2 separate regions of the Mus musculus genome follow, and region 1 is linked to region 2. Evidence: chromatin contacts called from public promoter capture Hi-C data. All regions are on one chromosome and are shown on one strand. The core of a region is the stretch at or near the end of the contact, and the rest is flanking DNA. Distances in the headings are between cores, read along the strand shown. Region 1 holds the start of Zfp428 (zinc finger protein 428). Region 2 holds the start of Clasrp (CLK4-associating serine/arginine rich protein).

Evidence for each region. Promoter capture Hi-C pulls out the DNA fragments that hold promoters and counts their contacts.
Region 1: a contact with region 2 is called in a promoter capture Hi-C map of frontonasal cranial neural crest. The contact joins the promoter of Zfp428 here to the promoter of Clasrp in region 2. A contact is called at or near these places in 3 of 39 promoter capture datasets (the C10 cell line, cranial neural crest and frontonasal cranial neural crest).

What each region holds. Positions count from the first base shown.
Region 1 is chr7:24,505,578-24,510,250 of GRCm38.p6, forward strand. It overlaps Zfp428 (zinc finger protein 428), which reads left to right and starts at 1,510. Exons shown (of 3, transcript NM_146183.2): 1 at 1,510-1,859.
Region 2 is chr7:19,602,191-19,606,813 of GRCm38.p6, forward strand. Clasrp (CLK4-associating serine/arginine rich protein) reads right to left here and starts at 2,296. Exons shown (of 21, transcript NM_016680.5): 1 at 2,222-2,296; 2 at 1,000-1,115. The coding sequence starts at 1,098. Relb (avian reticuloendotheliosis viral (v-rel) oncogene related B) reads right to left here. Exons shown (of 12, transcript NM_009046.2): 12 at 4,032-4,623. The coding sequence ends at 4,363.

The sequences.
Region 1 (4,673 bases), core at 260-2,759, 4.9 Mb after region 2:
CGTGCGGCGGTGGGGGGTTGGGTGGGTACTGTTTTATTTTGTTATGGAAATTTTCATGCAGAGTGAGGAGACTTAAAGAACTCCAAAGCCCCAGGCACCCTCCACCCCATTTCCACCCAGAGCGCTGCATTTATTGAGACCAGTGCTGTGTCAATTTCCCTAAATCACTCAATCTGCAGGAGCTGTATCATCAAGGAAGGCCCTTCGGATTGGCATCAATACCAGGAGAGAGTGAGCTCGGAGCAGCAGGGACAAAGGGTTTTCCCGATGAATCGAAAGGCAAGATCAAAGCCTGAGACAGCAAAGGGATTACTGTGTTTGAAGTGCTGGGGATATGGACCAGATAAAACGGTGGGTGGGTCCAGAAGAGGCGTCAGGGACACAAGTTTGACTGGGAGACCAGGTGTGGGAGGTGCATACCTGCCACCCCAGCCTTTGGGAAGCTGAGGCAGGAGAACTGCAGGGAGTTGACGAAAACCACCCGGAGCTAGAGTGAGTTCCAGAATACACAAGGAGACTCTCAGAAACAAAGCAAAACACAACTATTCCTTTTCTGTGGTGTAATGGGACTCTAGAGTTTTAAATTGCTAGTGATAAAAGCATTCGGGAAGGAGAGGGCTGTAGGGATGGCTACAAATAGTCAGCATGAAGTTATGGCCCTTTAAAATTACCCACAGGAGCTGGGCTGGCTGCCATATGCCTGTAATCTCAACATTCAAGAGGTAGCGTTCAAGGTCATTTTCTTCGACCCAGGTGTTGGAGGCTAGCCTGAGCTACATGAGACTCTGCCTCAAAAAAGAAAAAAAAAAGAAAGAAAAGAAAGAAAAACAAAAAAAGAAATAAAAAAGCAAACACCTATAGCAGACTTTCTAATTGTGCTCCACGGAAAAGCTGCCTTGACTCCCTCTAAGAATGCAAGCACTACTTTGCCTCTGGAAATTTGCATCAGCTATTCCCTCTGCTTTTTGGCATTCTACTTGGCTCCAGTTCAGACCTGGCTTAAAAATCAGCCCTTGGAAGCCCTTGCAGAACCTCGAGCTGGGGCAGGCGTTTCTGGCATCCACGGCCTCCTGCCGTCTACCTCTCTCTCTTCCAGGTCTTGACAGTTCTAAGTATTTGTCTAATCAAATGTGGTTCGTTTTCCTTAGACTGGGGGTTCAGATCTCTCGCAACGCAGAAACCACGTGCTGTCCAGGAATTTATCCTAGGTGACAGGGACGTGAACGGGGTCCCAGACCTTCGGTAGTTTCGGGACAAGGTTGCCAGCCCACCACGATTAAGTCTGCAGTCCCCTACACGCATGCGCTTTATTTTTCCAGGTGCCCCCCCCCTCCCCATCCATATGCTAATCACTGCGCTCTGAAGAACAGCCTCTCCCGGGAATATGCAAATCACATCCTCCAGTGCGGGAGGCCTTCCTTTGTCCCGCGCTAGGATTATGCAAATGAGCGAGCCTCCAGCCCGGGGGATCCGGGCCGAGTATTTAGGCCCCCACTCTCCCCCCTCATTCCAAGGCATCCACTATTTATAAGGCGCGTTCGCTCTACCGCGCACGCACGCACGCGCGATTCTTAAAGCTTCTTCACCCTTCGGGCCGCAGACTGTACCAAGTCTAGCGGGGCCGTGAGCGGCAGAGCCCGCCACCCCCGCCGGCGTGAGCTCTACAGCCTTCGCCATCCTCTGAGCCCCTCTTCCCATCGACCTCCGGGAATGGTCCATCTGACCGCGCACGCGCCCCTCGCTCGCCCCTCGCTCGTTCGCCCGTTCGCTCGCCCGCTCGCCTAGCCTCCCGAAACGCAGGCGCAGTGCCCGGGCGTGCAGCCGCCACCGCCGAGCCTGATCCGGGGCCGCCGGCGTCGGTGAGTGTCCGAGCTTGGGGGGGGCCGCGGGGCATGCTGGGAAGCGGGCGATACAGCCCCGCTGCATGACGGGAGCCCGCGGCCGCTTGGCCGAGTGACCGGCCCGGGAGTCCCTTGCTTTCCCCAGCACGCGGCTCGGGACCCAGCACAGCTTCGCCTCGAGGCATTGTGGGAGCCCGTGGGCCAGGCGTTCTGGGCCTGGGGCATTCTGGGAAGGGCCTGGGCTCCTGGAGGGGACTTTTTTTTTTTTTTTTTTTTTTTTTTTCGTCGCACACGCCTTCTGTGAGAAGCCCCGGGGCAAGGAGCGTTTGGGTGCCTGGTGGTCGTTAAAGGCCCGAGGCATCGTGGGACGCTGTCACGGGGCATTGTGGGAGCTGATCTTTATTGTTTGGTACCGGGGTTTGTCCGAGTCCCAGTCCTACCTAGCGTTGTGCGGAAAGGTATCTATTGTGTTCACTCACGCACTGTGAGGCGTATGTGTGGGTGGGGTCCTGGCCACTCTGCTTTTGAGGGAACTGAGGCATACGGTTTCATGTAGCTGGGTTTTGGACCCACAATATCGCGGAGTACAACCTAGAATTTATAATTTACCAAGTGCTGAGTTCGCAGAGGTGCATCACCACGCCCAGCTGGCTTCCACCTGTCCTAATGCTTCCACTTGATATCCGGAACGTTCTGGAAGAAGCTTTATATAATGTGGGTTTGGAGAGGGATGGCTGTCCCCAAGTAAACCCCCAAGAAAAGTCCTAACAATCCTTGCTGTGATGGTCAAGTAGAATAATAGTTAAAGCCCAGTGTGGTGTCACGCGCCTATAATTCCTGCTGGGGCAGGAGGATTCGCTATTCTAGACCTGTTTTTTTTTTTTTTTTTTTTTTCCTTTTGGGGAGGGCATCAGATCTCAAAAAAAGAAGGGGGAGTGGGTTTATGGAATGGCTAATCCTAGGTATTGTTGCATGGAACACATATATTAAATATTTAAAATAGAAACAACCAGTTGTCCTCAGTTTTTCTTTGCTGAATGGTGCGAGTTTTTCCAAAAATAATGTATTACTACAGAATTAGAGGGGCCCAACATCTGATGATTAATCATGAGAGCTCTTCCTTGCCAGTCACTATTTCTCGGTCCTTCAAAGGCCTGATCCAGTATCTAGGTGTCTTTAGTAAATTCCCTATCCAATGATGCCACCTCCTCCTCTTGCTCCAGCCGCATTCCTCCAACAGCAAATTTGACATTTGGGCTTTGAACAGTGTGCTTTCTACCATTGTTTGTGCCCCCAGGCCCTAAATTCAGGCTTTGCCATATTATTAGTGTCCATATCTATTGTCCCCAGAACCTGGGAAGCTGAAGTTGGAGGATTGCAAGTTCAAGGCCAGCCTGGACTGTATAGTAAGAGTCTAAAGGAGAGTGGAAACCGTATTGTTTTTAGTCCTACACTGCCTGGTCTTGCAAGGTCCTGTCACAATGCAGTAGGAGGAAGAAACGTGTGCATTGAGAGAAACAGGAATTATGGGAGCCAAGGAGCAATGTGGATGGTTATAGGTGAGCTTTGCAAGGGTGAAAATAAACACTCTGGATCCACAAAGAGGAAGGAGAAAATTCCAGATGGGAAATGGAGGAGAATGAACTAGGACTGCCCTTCTCTGGCTATAAAAGGCCTTTATGTGGCCCTGCCCCCAACCCCACCAGAAGCCTGGAGAGTTGAGCAAAGGAGTAGAGTCTATGAGATCTCTTCCTTCCTTCCTTCCTTCCTTCCTTCCTTCCTTCCTTCCTTTCTTTTTGTTTTGTTTGTTTGTTTGTTTGTTTTGTTTGTTTGTTTGTTTTTTAAGACAGGGTTTCTCTGTGTAGCCCTGGCTGTCTTGGAACTCACTCTGTAGACCAGGCTGGCCTCAAACTCAGAAATCCACCTGCCTCTGCCCCCAAAGTGCTGGGATTAAAGGCGTGCACCACCACACCACTGCCCGACTCTTTCTTTTTTAAGACAGTGTGTCATTTAGTTCATACGAGCCTCAAATTCTATGTAGCCAGCTCTGACCTTAAACTGCAGATTTACCAGCCTGAGAGCTAAGACTGTGGGTGTAGACTGCCTACTTCTATTCAGAGCATGGCTTTGGATCTTTGTTGAACCACAGTCTGGTGAGGTGGCCAGTGTGAACTTGGACTTTGGACAGTGTGCAGGTCTTCTTCCTTCCTCTTCTGCTTCGAGGGAGCTGTTTCTGTGTGCCAACCAAAGCCTGGACTTGAGAAGGATACAGACAAGAAAAGTTGGGTCCTGTTTGAAGCACTAGGCAGAAAATGACAGATTTGAGTTCAAACCTCAAAAGTCAGCGAGGCTGACTTTTACAAAATTAGGTTGACGTCTAAAACACGCCAGGCACAGTGATGTTCCTGTGATCCTGACACTGGGAGGAAAAGAGGCAGGAAGATCTGGAATTCAAGGTCATCTGAGGCTCCTTAGTAAACCTGAGGCCAGCCTGGGATATATGACGCCTTGCTTCAAACAAGCACAAATGGAAGGGTATGGATTCAGCCCGGTTGGCAGAGTGGGTTGTTTGCCTAGCGTGCCTGACGCCCCACAGTTTGATCTCTAGCATTTGGGAGGTAGATCCAGGAGCATTGGGAATCCAAAGTCAGTCTGGGGTATTTAAAATCCTGTCTCATAAAAAGAAAACAGTTTAAAACATTTCCAGGCTAGCTAGTATCTCAGCTGTACCAAGTATTCTGTGTCCTTAATAGTCAACAATCTGTGACTCTTCTTCCTGGTGGTCCTCCCTCCCTCAGCCCCAGACCTTCCTACAGCTAAAGGGTTAATGTC
Region 2 (4,623 bases), core at 1,046-3,545:
ACTATCTATGGCCCTGAAAACTATAGTAAAGAAACTGGCCTTCTCCCACAGCCACGGGATTCTGAGCAAGAGAGAAACGGGGCCAGGTTTACATTCACAGAGACCTCTCGAGTCTGCTGAATGGGTTTCTAGAGACAAGATGAAGGCAAAGGGAACAGAGAGACTGGGTAGCAACACTGTAGTTAATAGGATGTCTACAGGAATGTCATCTAAAAGAACTGAGCCAGGTAAGCAATTGTCATTTCATGCTGGGGACAGTCCCAAAACCAAGCTGTATCTGTGATGGCAGATATGGAAAAGACCAGCAAAGATGTCCAAGAAAGCCATCCAGGGGCCTCAAGGACTTTTTGGTCAAAGCATGGAGTTTGGTTTATCTTTTCCTTTGCTTTTCTCCTAAAGCAATGGACGTTATCAAACAAGAGAGGGGACAGGTCAGATACCACTGATGAGTCTTGATGGCGCTACTGCTAGATGCCAAGTCAAGCTGCAAGAATGGCTGAGTTGTTCTGGGCACTGGGAACACATTGATGGAGGAGCAGAGAATGTTCCAGAGGCCTGACTCCTGAAATGTTCAGAGAGCTAGAGAGTCTTTTGTCTTTGACACCAGTGCACCGGGACTGCACCAGACACAGCAGACTGAGGCAAACAGAAGCCCTCACGTTTACACCAACCACTATGCTGAAGAAATGACTATGGCTGAGCATGGTAACAACACACACCTGTAAACACAGGCAGGAAGAGTATGAGTCTGAGGCCTGCCTAGGTTACCTAAAAAGACCATCTACCTAACAAGAGACGGGGTAAGGGCAGCTCAGGTGGTGCACTGCACGGCCCAGACTTCTATCTCCAACACCATAGAAAAATGGCCACAGTGGAAGGGGGTGTGGGGGAAGACGACTAGGATTGTGAGGAAAAAGAGCTCTTGCCTTGACACACCTCCAAGCCCAGGGCCCTTCCCTCTGGAGCCCGCCCGCCCCACACTCAAGTCTGCTCACTCACAATCTTCTCATAGTACTCCCGACGCCGCTCCGCCCTCTTCTTGTAGTCCACCATCATGCCTCGAAGTTTCCGCTCATGCTTCCGAGCCTCGTGCCACATGGTGCTGAGGCTTCTGCCTGAGGGAGGAGGGCACCAGACATGTCAAAGGGACTATAAAGACCACGTGGGTAGAGTTACAGTCCTCTGACATGTTGGGGTTGATCCTGATGGACTAAATTCCAAGTCCCATGGCTTCAGGGGAGAGAGAGACCCTGCTGCAGACCAGGACGCTGAGTGCACAAAAGGACTCCTAACAGTCCTGTGGCAGTAGCTCCAGAACTATGAGAAAGCTCTCTGTGACCTAGGTAAGATCTTCTCCTGGGAAAAAAAATCCTCCTAGATTCTGCTCGCTAAAGTCCATATGAAAGACTATAGAGTAGATAGCCTTTGGAAGGCTGATGCAGAACTGTCTTGAGTTCAAGGCCAGCCTTGGTTACACTGTCCAGTGTAACCTAAATATGGAGATCCTACTTTAATTAAAAAAAAAATGGCTGGGAGTGATGGTGCATGCCTTGAATCTCAGCAGTGGGAAGGCAGGACAGGCAGATGTCTGAGTATGGAGCCAGCCTGGTTTATGTACTAAGTTCCAGGCTAGCCAAGGCTACATAGTGAGATGCTGTCTGGAAAAATAAAAATGGAATTTTTGAAATAAAAGGAATGTCTGAAACCGATCCGTAGCTGCCAGGGCTGGGCTCACAAGAACCCCTAAGATCCCTCTGCAGGAACCATGCATGGTACGGGAGGGGGGTGCAGCAGTGTTGTAAGGTAGGTTAGTGGAGAGAGGCAACAGCACAGCCCAGACACGCTTGGGGAGGGGGGTGAGGCCAGGTGAAGGGCGTGGACAGAGGATGAAGATGGTCAGGCGGCTGAGCTCTAAAGGAGGGACGTGAAGCCGGCCAGGCAGGCTAAAAAGAGAGAGTGCGGCCCTGGGCCGGAGCGATGGGTGAAAGACAGGGACGGAGCTGCGTCTGGGGACCAGGGTCCGTGCCGAACCCCAAAGCCCGGATTCGGGCCTGAGGAGGGGCGAGGGGCGCAGCCTGAGGCCTGTCAGGGCGGAAGCAGGCGGGGCCGCCGTCGGGGCCCGGCGGACACCCACGGTGATCTCCGGAGCGCCTCGGACAAGGATGAGGTCGACTGCCACCGCTCGGAAGCCGGGAGGTCGGGGTCGGATGCCTGCACTCACCGGCCAGTCGCCGCCTCCCACTGCTGCGCTCGCGCGCGCTCACGACCCACACCGGAAGCGGAAGTGAGAGGTTGAGCGAAGGAGAGAGGCGGCGCTGCACAAAAGGCACTTCCGCGGTCGAGAGGAAGGGCTCTGGGATGTGGGCGTGGCTCTCGCGATTATGGGCGGGGCCTGCAGGGTGGCACCATCTGGGACCTGTCCTAAAAGTGAGAGCTTAAGTAGAGGAACCCAGAATTCCAGACACGTTTTGTTGTTGTTTTTAAAGATTTATTTCTTTTAGGGGCTGGAGTGGTGACAATCGATTGAGAACTGGAAGCTCTCGCCAAGGTCCTGAGTTTAATTGCCCGCACTCACATAGGGCTCACAACCAGTCTCTTTTTTTTTTTTTTTTTTTTTAAAGATTTATTTATTTATTATATGTAAGTACACTGTAGCTGTCTTCAGACATTCCAGAAGAGGGAGTCAGATCTCATTACAGATGGTTGTGAGCCACCATGTGGTTGCTGGGATTTGAACTCTGGACCTTCGGAAGAGCAGTCGGGTGCTCTTACCCACTGAGCCATCTCACCAGCCCAACAACCAGTCTCTTAACTGTAGTCCTATGGGATCCAGTGCCCTATTCTGATGTGCATACATGCCGAGAAAACACCCATATGCATAAAATACAAAAATAGAAAAGTCTTTTTAAAAGATTTATATTGCCGGACAGTGGTGGCACACGCCTTTTAATCCCAGCACTTGGGAGGCAGAGGCAGGTAGATTTCTGAGTTCGAGGCCAGCCTGGTCTACAAAGTGAGTTCCAGGACAGCCAGGGCTACACAGAGAAACCCTGTCTCGGAAAAAAAATATTATGTGTATGCCTGAAGGTGTATGTTTCTCTGAGATGTATACACACACATATATATTATATAATTTTATTTAATCCTATATGTACATATATATGTATACATATATGTACGTGTATATGTATATATAAATATATATGTATACACACAGACATATATGTGGGATTAATAAAAATTATCTGTAGGTTGTGTTCAGTTAATTCAACAATAGCAGGCTAGGAACAGAAAGGCCAAGAACTCAGTAGATCAGTAGATGCTCGGGCTACAAGGCTGGATGCCTCAGCTGGTCTTCAGTATACACTAGAACCACAGAGAAGGCTCTAACGCCAGTGAAGGAATGGACTTGCTAGCAAGACGATGGCAAGCAGGCAAATACCTAAAGCTTCCTTCTTCCACATCCCTATATACAATCCAGCAGAAATCGTGGCCCAGATTAGAGCTGGATTAAAAGTGTGTCTTCCCATCTCAAGATCCAGATTAGAAATTGAGCTTCCAGGGGCTGGAGAAATGGCTCGGCGGTTAAGAGCACTGACTCTTCTTCTGGAGGTCCTGAGTTCAATTCCCAGCAACCACATGGTGGCTCACAACCATCTGTAATGGAATCCAATGCCTTTTTCTGGTATGTCTGAAGACAGCGACAGTGTACTCACATACATAAAATAAATAAAATCTTTTTTAAAAAGTAAGTGGATCTTCCTACTTCAATTTAAGCAAAAATCTCTCACATGCATGCCCCCCCCCCCATTTTTGGGTTTTAGTTCCAGATGTAGCCAGGTTGACAACCAAGAATAGCCATCACACATCGTGAGCTCCTATGTAGATGCTGCTATTGAACCCAGGTCCTCTGGAAGAGCAGCAATAACTCTTAACCACTGAGCCATCAGGCCAACCTCTCAACTACAAATGTTTTGTTCCAAACAAACCTAGAGTTTCCTAGGTAAAGAAGAAAGAAGACCCCCAAAGGCTCAAAAAACTAATTTTTATTGGGAAAACTGAACAATCCACTGCCTTCTTCAGGATTAGGGGAGAAGGCTGGGGACCTGCTCCCTCCTCCCCTATGTACAATCTCTGAGAATCTGTCCTGAGAAGGGGTCCATCTGCAGGAGCCCCTTTTCCTCTTCGGACTCAGCATTCTGTAAAATGGGCTCAAAGAGAACCGGAGTGCTCCCCATCTTCCCACCAGCGCTGCAGATGTCCGATTCAGGATGAGGAAGCTGGAAGACTGATCAAGGTTGGCTTCGGAATGGAGTGCTATACCACATACCTCACCCAGTGCCTCCTCTGTTACCTCAGAGGCTACGTGGCTTCAGGCCCTGGAGATAGGAGGCCACCCCCGAAAGCTGCCTCTCGGTACTGGTTGGGAAACATGTTGCTGCCCACAAGGCTAGCAGTACCAACATCCCCGGGGCCCGGCGCTGCAAAAGAGTCCAGTGATAGGGGCTCTGGGCCAGAAGACTCCACAACGGTGGCCCCTGCACCCCCGCTACCCACCACAGCACTGGCAAGTGGTGGTGCTGGGGGCAGCAGGTCCAACATAGTGAAGAGCGTGGGGGCAGA